Linked DNA regions of Mus musculus: region 2 is linked to region 1. Evidence: chromatin contacts called from public Hi-C data. All regions are on one chromosome and are shown on one strand. Each heading gives the region's core, a stretch centred on a gene start, on an enhancer-like site or on the middle of the called end of the contact. The rest is flanking DNA. Distances are from core to core; before and after follow the strand shown. Region 1 has its middle 27 kb from the start of Gm23096. Region 2 holds the start of Pcdh18 (protocadherin 18).

Evidence for each region. Hi-C and Micro-C count contacts between places; a contact is called where the count stands out from the background.
Region 2: a Hi-C map of nephron progenitors shows a contact between it and region 1, with 2.8 times the contacts expected there. The contact joins the promoter of Pcdh18 here to the enhancer-like site in region 1. A contact is called at or near these places in 4 of 484 Hi-C or Micro-C datasets (nephron progenitors, stem cell-derived neural progenitor cells and uterus) and 2 of 9 other capture datasets (adipose tissue and liver).

Annotation. Positions count from the first base shown.
Region 1 is chr3:49,684,441-49,688,075 of GRCm38.p6, forward strand. No RefSeq gene overlaps it. Among named protein-coding and RNA genes, the nearest start is that of Gm23096, 27 kb to the left of the region's middle. Within about 2 kb of position 2,226, at least 19 of the 459 cell types and tissues checked have an H3K27ac peak or open chromatin away from gene starts, as enhancers often do. A contact at or near this core is called in nephron progenitors and stem cell-derived neural progenitor cells, where this site is marked.
Region 2 is chr3:49,755,325-49,758,942 of GRCm38.p6, forward strand. Pcdh18 (protocadherin 18) reads right to left here and starts at 1,992. Exons shown (of 4, transcript NM_130448.3): 1 at 1-1,992. The coding sequence starts at 1,540.

The DNA.
Region 1 (3,635 bases), core at 976-3,475:
TATGTGCATAGTGACAGAGTCTGACTTGGTCATTTCCTGATATTTTTGATGTAGACTAAGTAAACTTTTATGAGCATCCATCAAATATCATCTTCTCTGGGTAAGCGTTGAAATTAAATGACAGGGGCTTGCAACATAATAAATATTTTCTATATACATGTTTGAAATACAATGAATAGCCCATTACAGATCCTAAAAGATTTATTTTCCCATTTGACAAGTTATTGTTGCAGTGGAAAATAAAAAACATTAAGAACACATTCTCTCTGAAATAAAGTTTCCATTTAGACAAAACCAGTGGGGTTTATTTAGAAAACGTGAAGAATTGAGCACGCCGCTTCTCTCTAAGCAACAAACTTGAGTAGTGGAAAAGTGACTTCTTCTTAGACAAAAGGGCACATTATTGCATGGTGTCCTCCTCTAATGTTATTCTTTCCTGACAGCAACCTTTCCGTAATAATTCCAAAGAATACTCTCTGATTAAATACTATGAATAGACGTCTTCATTTAAAATGCAAAGATCAAATGAATCAAAACAACAGCAAACGCTCCCTTACAAACCTAGGGATACAGCTCAGCACAGGCTCTAGTGTACAAGCATAAATGTCTGAATTTGATGGAGGGCGTCAGGTTGGAGAGATAGCCCCATCCTAAAGAGCTTGTACTGCTCTTCAGAAGACTTAAGTTTAGCTGTAGAACCTGTGTCTAGCAGCTGGCAACTGCCTGTAACTCCATCTCTGTGGAATCCAAAGCCTCTAACCTTGGTGCGTATCTGTTCTCATGTGCCTGCACGCACACGCACACGCACACGCACACGCGCACACACACACACACACACACACGCACACACACACGCACACGCACACGCACACGCACACGCACTTACATACATACATCATTCACACACACTTAACATGCATACAAGACACATACACAGACACCCCTGCCCCCGCCACACGCACAATAAAATATAAATCTTAGGACAAAAGAAGCTGGGTGTGCCTATACCTGTGCTTGCTTGTAACCCAAGACCACAAAGCCCTGGGAACTGACTGACCACACAGGGTAGCTGAAGTGGTGAGCTTCCAGGTCAGTCCAATCTCTGCTTCAAGACCATCAGGTTGAAGGCAGTATAACAAGACACTGGATGTCCTGCTAAGCTTTCCACATGCTTGCTGATGGGCCATTGCGTGAGCAGTCTCTCACACACACACATTCACAACCACCAGCAGCACCACCACCGCTTCAAAAGTTTTTCCAGCAGTCTCTACAGCAACATATGTTTATGAAAGCACCATGGAGAGAGGGAGGTGGACATGCCAAGGATTAGAAGGGAAGAAACCTAGGACACTGGATTCTTCCTGTAATTCACCAATCTGACAACAGTGACAAAGGCCAGGCCACACAGTGTCACTTTTAACACACAATTTGAGTGTATGAACTTAATTCTCCTGGCCTCTGAATCACTCTCTAACAAGGTGATTACAGACCACCTGCTGATTGCACCCTAAATTCCCAGTGGATATTTCAGGCTCTTTATGCCCAGATGAGGTCACTGAGGATCATTCCATGGGTAAACAGTACACAATAAGTGAACAAGAAAAGTTAAGATGAAAATTCCAATACAAAAGGTAGAAAGACAAAATGAGTGTTTAGGTCCCTGCACCAAGCATCAGCCACAATCTTGAGTCTTACTGATCTGTTTATAGTTTTCATGTGGTTTTGTTTCTCTCCTTCTAAATATACCCAGCAGTCTACTTTCTGCACTTGTGTGCTGCTCTGGAGTTCTCACAGCTGCCCCTCAAAGCTGTGTTTCTGATCTTGCACTTGTAGATGCTTATAAGACCTTTCTCCCTCTGTAAGCTGTGCTGGCAAGCTCTCCTCTCTGCTGCTCAGCACATATTGTGCTTTGCCTTGAGAGCACTGTTCTAGAAGAATGAACACATCCTATGCCCTGGCCTCAGTCAGACTTCTGGGCAGATTTCATCATGGGCCAGGCTAACTACCCAAGGCCAGTGTTGTCATCATGGAATAAGTCTGATTCTCTTCCTTTGTTTTGTGCCTCTCCCAGATGACTTGCTATTTGAAGTGGCTCTGTAGAAGTTTCTGTTCAGGACATAGCTCCTCTTTGTCCTAGGTCTTTGTTGCCTCTAGGGTGAACGGTTTCAGGTTTACAGTTCGGGAAAACACTGAAGTATATTGTTCTTTGGGGGTAAAAGGTTTATGAGAAGAGTGATTAATATCTTAGGCAGACAGGAGCACAGTGTGTACTCAGAGAAGAGTTCCGTTGAGCGTGGCTTCCTTCCTTCCTAGAGACTTCAGAGGAAGTGATGTGGGAGGAGATTAATAAATAGCCTTGTTAGAATGTTGCTAAGGGTAACCAGTGAATGGTTAGATACCAAGTGTCAGGTCACTAAAATACCCTTTCCTGGCCTCCTATTGCTATGGACCCATTGCTGGGCATCCATGGGAGGAGGTGGATGAAAATATAGAGACACGGGTTGCTTTGATTTCTATAAATGTCATTGTTTAATAAAAATGAAAGTGGTTTACAAAATGATTTGGTCATGGCTAACAAGGAACAGTTTCTAATGAGACAAGGCATTACTACTACACAGAAGGACACTAAGTCACTATTTTTAATTCCTCCAGGATATTTGAACCACATACAATAAATTCCTTAGCCACCTTCCATGTATGTACAGCTATCATCAAACACCTTATGAATATTGAAGTCTTTAATATAGATAAGCATAGTTTGGAACCTGGACTCTGAGACTGAATACAATTCTGATGTCAGAGCCATACTGATCACATTTTTCAGAAAACCACTCAACCTCTTTCTACTTCAACTTCTTGTTTGCTAAACTGGCTGTCTATTGACTGAGAATAGGAGTGGGGATAGAATGCTAATCATGGAGATTACATAGGAAGACGTTTTCATGTGGGAGAGAGACCTTTGATGGACGAGCCAGCCTGGAGCAAGAGTGAGGTCAAGAGTGCAGTCGAGGTTTGTCCAAACCCCGAAAAAACATCTCTGGGATTATATACCCTAGGACATAGCCTTATGGTCTCCACCTTTCTCACCCTTGAAATGGTCACATAGCTTGGTGGCCAGGTTATAGATTAAACTTCCCCTGTCCAGCAAGCCCCTGGAATTCCTCCTCAGGCAAATGAGTCATCCCCAACACCTTAGCTCAACCAATAATGTACACTCACCCTGAAAGCTTCTATGAACTCCCGAAGATTTAAATACCCATTATTCCCCACAAATAAAGGAGCTGGCCAATGAAGCCTGCCTCCAGAGAGCAGTTGTTATGCTTACCTGTCTGTCTCTTGAGGTCTCCATCACCCCTGGTTGTTCATACCTTGCTTTCCCTATGAGGCCACTGGTCTGATCTCAGGCAATCATGCCATTAAGGGAGCGGGAACATAGTGAGAACAACACTTGCCAAGTAGTCAGCACCTACTAAATGCTAGGCTTCAGTGCTGTTACCATAGAAACGATGGCAGAAAATTGGCCATTAGTTTGACTGTCTACACATTCCCTTGAAATATTTTTAAAACACTTTGAGGTATTAGCTACTTATTTTACTCTTAAAAGTTGCCAGTTAATGGCCACAATTTCTTTCAAT
Region 2 (3,618 bases), core at 742-3,241, 71 kb after region 1:
TGGAACTTCCCAAGACAAAACTCTCCAAAATGGTGTATGTCACATGTCCGTTTTCACCAAGATCTGGATCAGTGGCTGTAACTGTGGTGATATACGCCCCTGGTGAATTATTCTCTGAGATGACAAATTCATATCGGCTCCTCTGGAAGCGAGGTGGATTGTCATTTATGTCATTGATTTGAACAGTAAAATGTCTCACTGAGGAGAGGCTTGGTGTTCCCTTGTCCTCAGCAATCACAGTCAAACTATACTCAGATCTCTTTTCTCTATCCAGAGTGGCATTGGTCAAGATCAAGTAGTTATTTTCATATGTCTTCTGAAGTTTAAAATGTCCATGCCCATGAAGCTTACAGATTATTTCCCCATTCAGCCCAGAATCCTTGTCTTGAACCCTGACGATAGCAACGAATGTATCAATGGGATCCCCTTCAAAGACATAAGATACTTCTTCTTTTCCAGGGGACATGAGATTTATGCTAATTTCAGGTTTATTGTCATTGACATCCACAACCTTAATTATAATTTTGCAATGAGCAGGAATGGAATTGGGACCCAAATCTTGGGCTTGAACGTCTATCTCATAGGACTTGGTGATTTCATAATCCACTGGCTTGAAAAGAGTCAAGTGGCCTTTTTCTGAGTCGATCTTAAAAGTCTCTATAATTTTGGGAGACACATGACTGCTGAAAGAATACACAATTCTCCCATTAGCGCCCTCATCTGGATCGGTGGCATTTAGATCAAGGAGCAAGGTTCCAACTGGGGAGTTTTCTAAGAGTTGTATTGTGTAAGAAGGCTGCTCAAAGGCCGGGCTGTTGTCGTTGGAATCCGAAATGCTGATTTTCAGGATGGAGGAGCCAGACCTCTGAGGCACTCCCATGTCGGAGGCGGTGAGCTGAAGCTCGTAGCTAGCCTTCAGCTCCCGATCCAACTCTTTCACCACTATGAGTTCAGCGTACTTGGCCCCGTCTGTCCTGGTTCGCACTTCGATATTAAAATAATCATTAGCAGAGAGCGAGTAGGTGTGGAGGGAATTTTCCCCAACATCTGGGTCGAACGCACTGTCCAGGGGGATACGAGTCCCAACTGCTGCGCTCTCCGATATCTCAATGGGAATGACGGGTCTCGAGAATTGGGGGGAATTGTCATTAATGTCCAGCACGTCCACTTCAATGTGGAACAGCTGCAGATGCTCGGTCGGCAGAGTGAGCACATCAAACTCTATCGAACAGTTCAAGTTTTTTTGGCATAGTTGCTCGCGGTCAATTTTAGCCCCTATGCTGATTTCTCCGGTATTCTCATTTACGACCAGGAGAGGAGAATTCCCCCGTGGCATGGCTCGAAAACGAACAGCAGAAGGATTTGGTAGCTTCAATAAAACATCAGCCACATCTTCTGATAGTCTAGCAATTACCGATCCGACCCTCTGCTCCTCATAAATCCTGTATTTCAGATTCTTAGCCAGGACATCGTGGCTGAAAAACGCCATCAGAAGTGCAAGTGCAAATCTAAAGTGCATTTTAGTATTCATTTGGTGCATTGGTCAGTTGCTAGATTCCCTTCTCAGGGCGAGTTAGAAGAGCCCAGCAATCCCTTCAACTTCCTCCCAGCCACTCAGAGCTCTAAGCCACATCGGGTCTCAGAGTCTTGAAAGCGACTCTTAATCACACAGCAATTAAACAGCTCGCAAACTTCAGTTTTCATACACACCGTTTGGCGACTTCCAGATAGGAGCGTGAAGTCCCTTCCTGGTAGGGGTGGCCGCTGGTCCTCCTGGCTGGGAGCAGCGTGTCACCTCGGCCTGGCTCCCCGCGTGGACTCCGTCCCCATCTATTGCAGGGTGCTGGCGGAGTCTGCAGTCTGTGTTTCCCGGGCGATTCTTGATTTTCCCCCCTTTCCTTTTCTCTGCTCCGCTGCAGACTAAACACCGGTGATTGCTGACTCCAGTCTGAAAATCTCTACAACTTCACTTCAACTCAGACAAAGCTCTTTGCCTGGCGTGTGTTGAATCGCTTCCAGCCAATCAGCGAGCTTCCAAATCCGAAGCTGCTGGAGTCACCGGAGCGAGGGAGGGCGCGCGTGGAGGGTGGGAGCGGGAGGGTGGCGGGCGCGGGTTGGGGACCCGCTAGGGGCGCGGGAGCGCGGCCGGGGGTGGGGTTCAGCCCTCCCGCCCCTCCTCCATCTCCATCCACTTTCTCCAAGCGTGCCGCGACAAAGGGGAGACAAATTACAGCAGGAGAGCGGTGTGGGGGTGGGGAGACCGGGAGGGAAGGAAAAAGAAAGGAAGAAAAAAACTTTAAATCAACTTCTGGTCGCCTGTATTTATATATGGCACATTAAATAGTTCTTGTTTTCTTAATTGATCTTTTCTTCTGCTACAAACATGTAATCATCTTGCTTTTTTCAGGGTTCCTTAACTGCTGGTTTCACTTAAAATACCTCCAAGTGAATTTTGTCGGTGGAGGAATTTAATAAAATGGGGAAACTTGCTTCTAATTATGCACACACCCCCTCCCCCTCGGCGGGTCTTTTCTCCTCCAAGGAGCAGCAAGCCGATTTTCTTGGAGCTCTGTTTTAAAGAACAGCCCAAGTGGAGAGGTTTCATTTTCTGCTTTCTTTCATCTTTACTCTTTGAAGATAAGAAAGGGGCCTATCTTGCACTCCCGATTTCTCTTAATTAGCAAGATTTAAAGGAACACCTCAGAGTTTGGAACTAATTAGCAAAAAAATTCTACCTTATTTCAGCCCTTTCTTTAGCTTGAGCAAAATTGTTCCATATATATATATATATATATATATATATATATAGCCTTGCACTTAAAAAAATCCTATTTATTTTGGGCAAAATTGATAGCTTGGGTAAAATTGGTAGCCTTCGCCTAGCGAATTCTTCCAATAGAGTACTATCTACCCATAGTGAGTTTTCACAATGAGTTCTGAGGAGACATGGACTCAATAGTTTACAAGTCAAATTTTTATAATACATACATTATTTATGAAAACAGTTTCCAGATATGTATTTTAAAAACCCAAAGGTTGTTTACACTGAGAAATAAAATGCCTGAGCTGAAAATTGCATTTTGTGTGCATCAGAGTGCTGGAAATATCTCAGGAGGTTGGTGCTGTATCCAGGTCACGGGGTTGATATGGTATTCTTATTGGGAAATATGATTATTTATGATGCTCCTTCTGCTCTGCGGCTCCTTTTAAGTTTATCACTCTGGCTCCATTCTTGCTCACCCTCCCCACCCCCCCTTTGCATTATCCCTCAGCTGTCTTCAGCTACTTGCAAATTCTGTGCTTCACAGAATCTCCATGTAACTTATTTGACATTTATTTTTCTCCTATTTTGCCCCCCAGAAACACATTTTTTTAAAAAGTAATTTTCTGATTTTTCCACTTTGCTTACTCTCAGCAGAACTCAGCTATAGTCACAGAGAAGGTACTCCCCCAAGAAGAAACCAGAGAAGAGCCCCAATACAAACTCTCCTTCATTCTAAGCATTCAAAAACATTTTATGAGCCATTGTCTCACCCCCATTCCCACCCCCAGAAACCAGTGCTGTGTGTCAAATTGTGCAGACTAGGATGTCTGCTATGAATGTGTTTAGTGCTATGT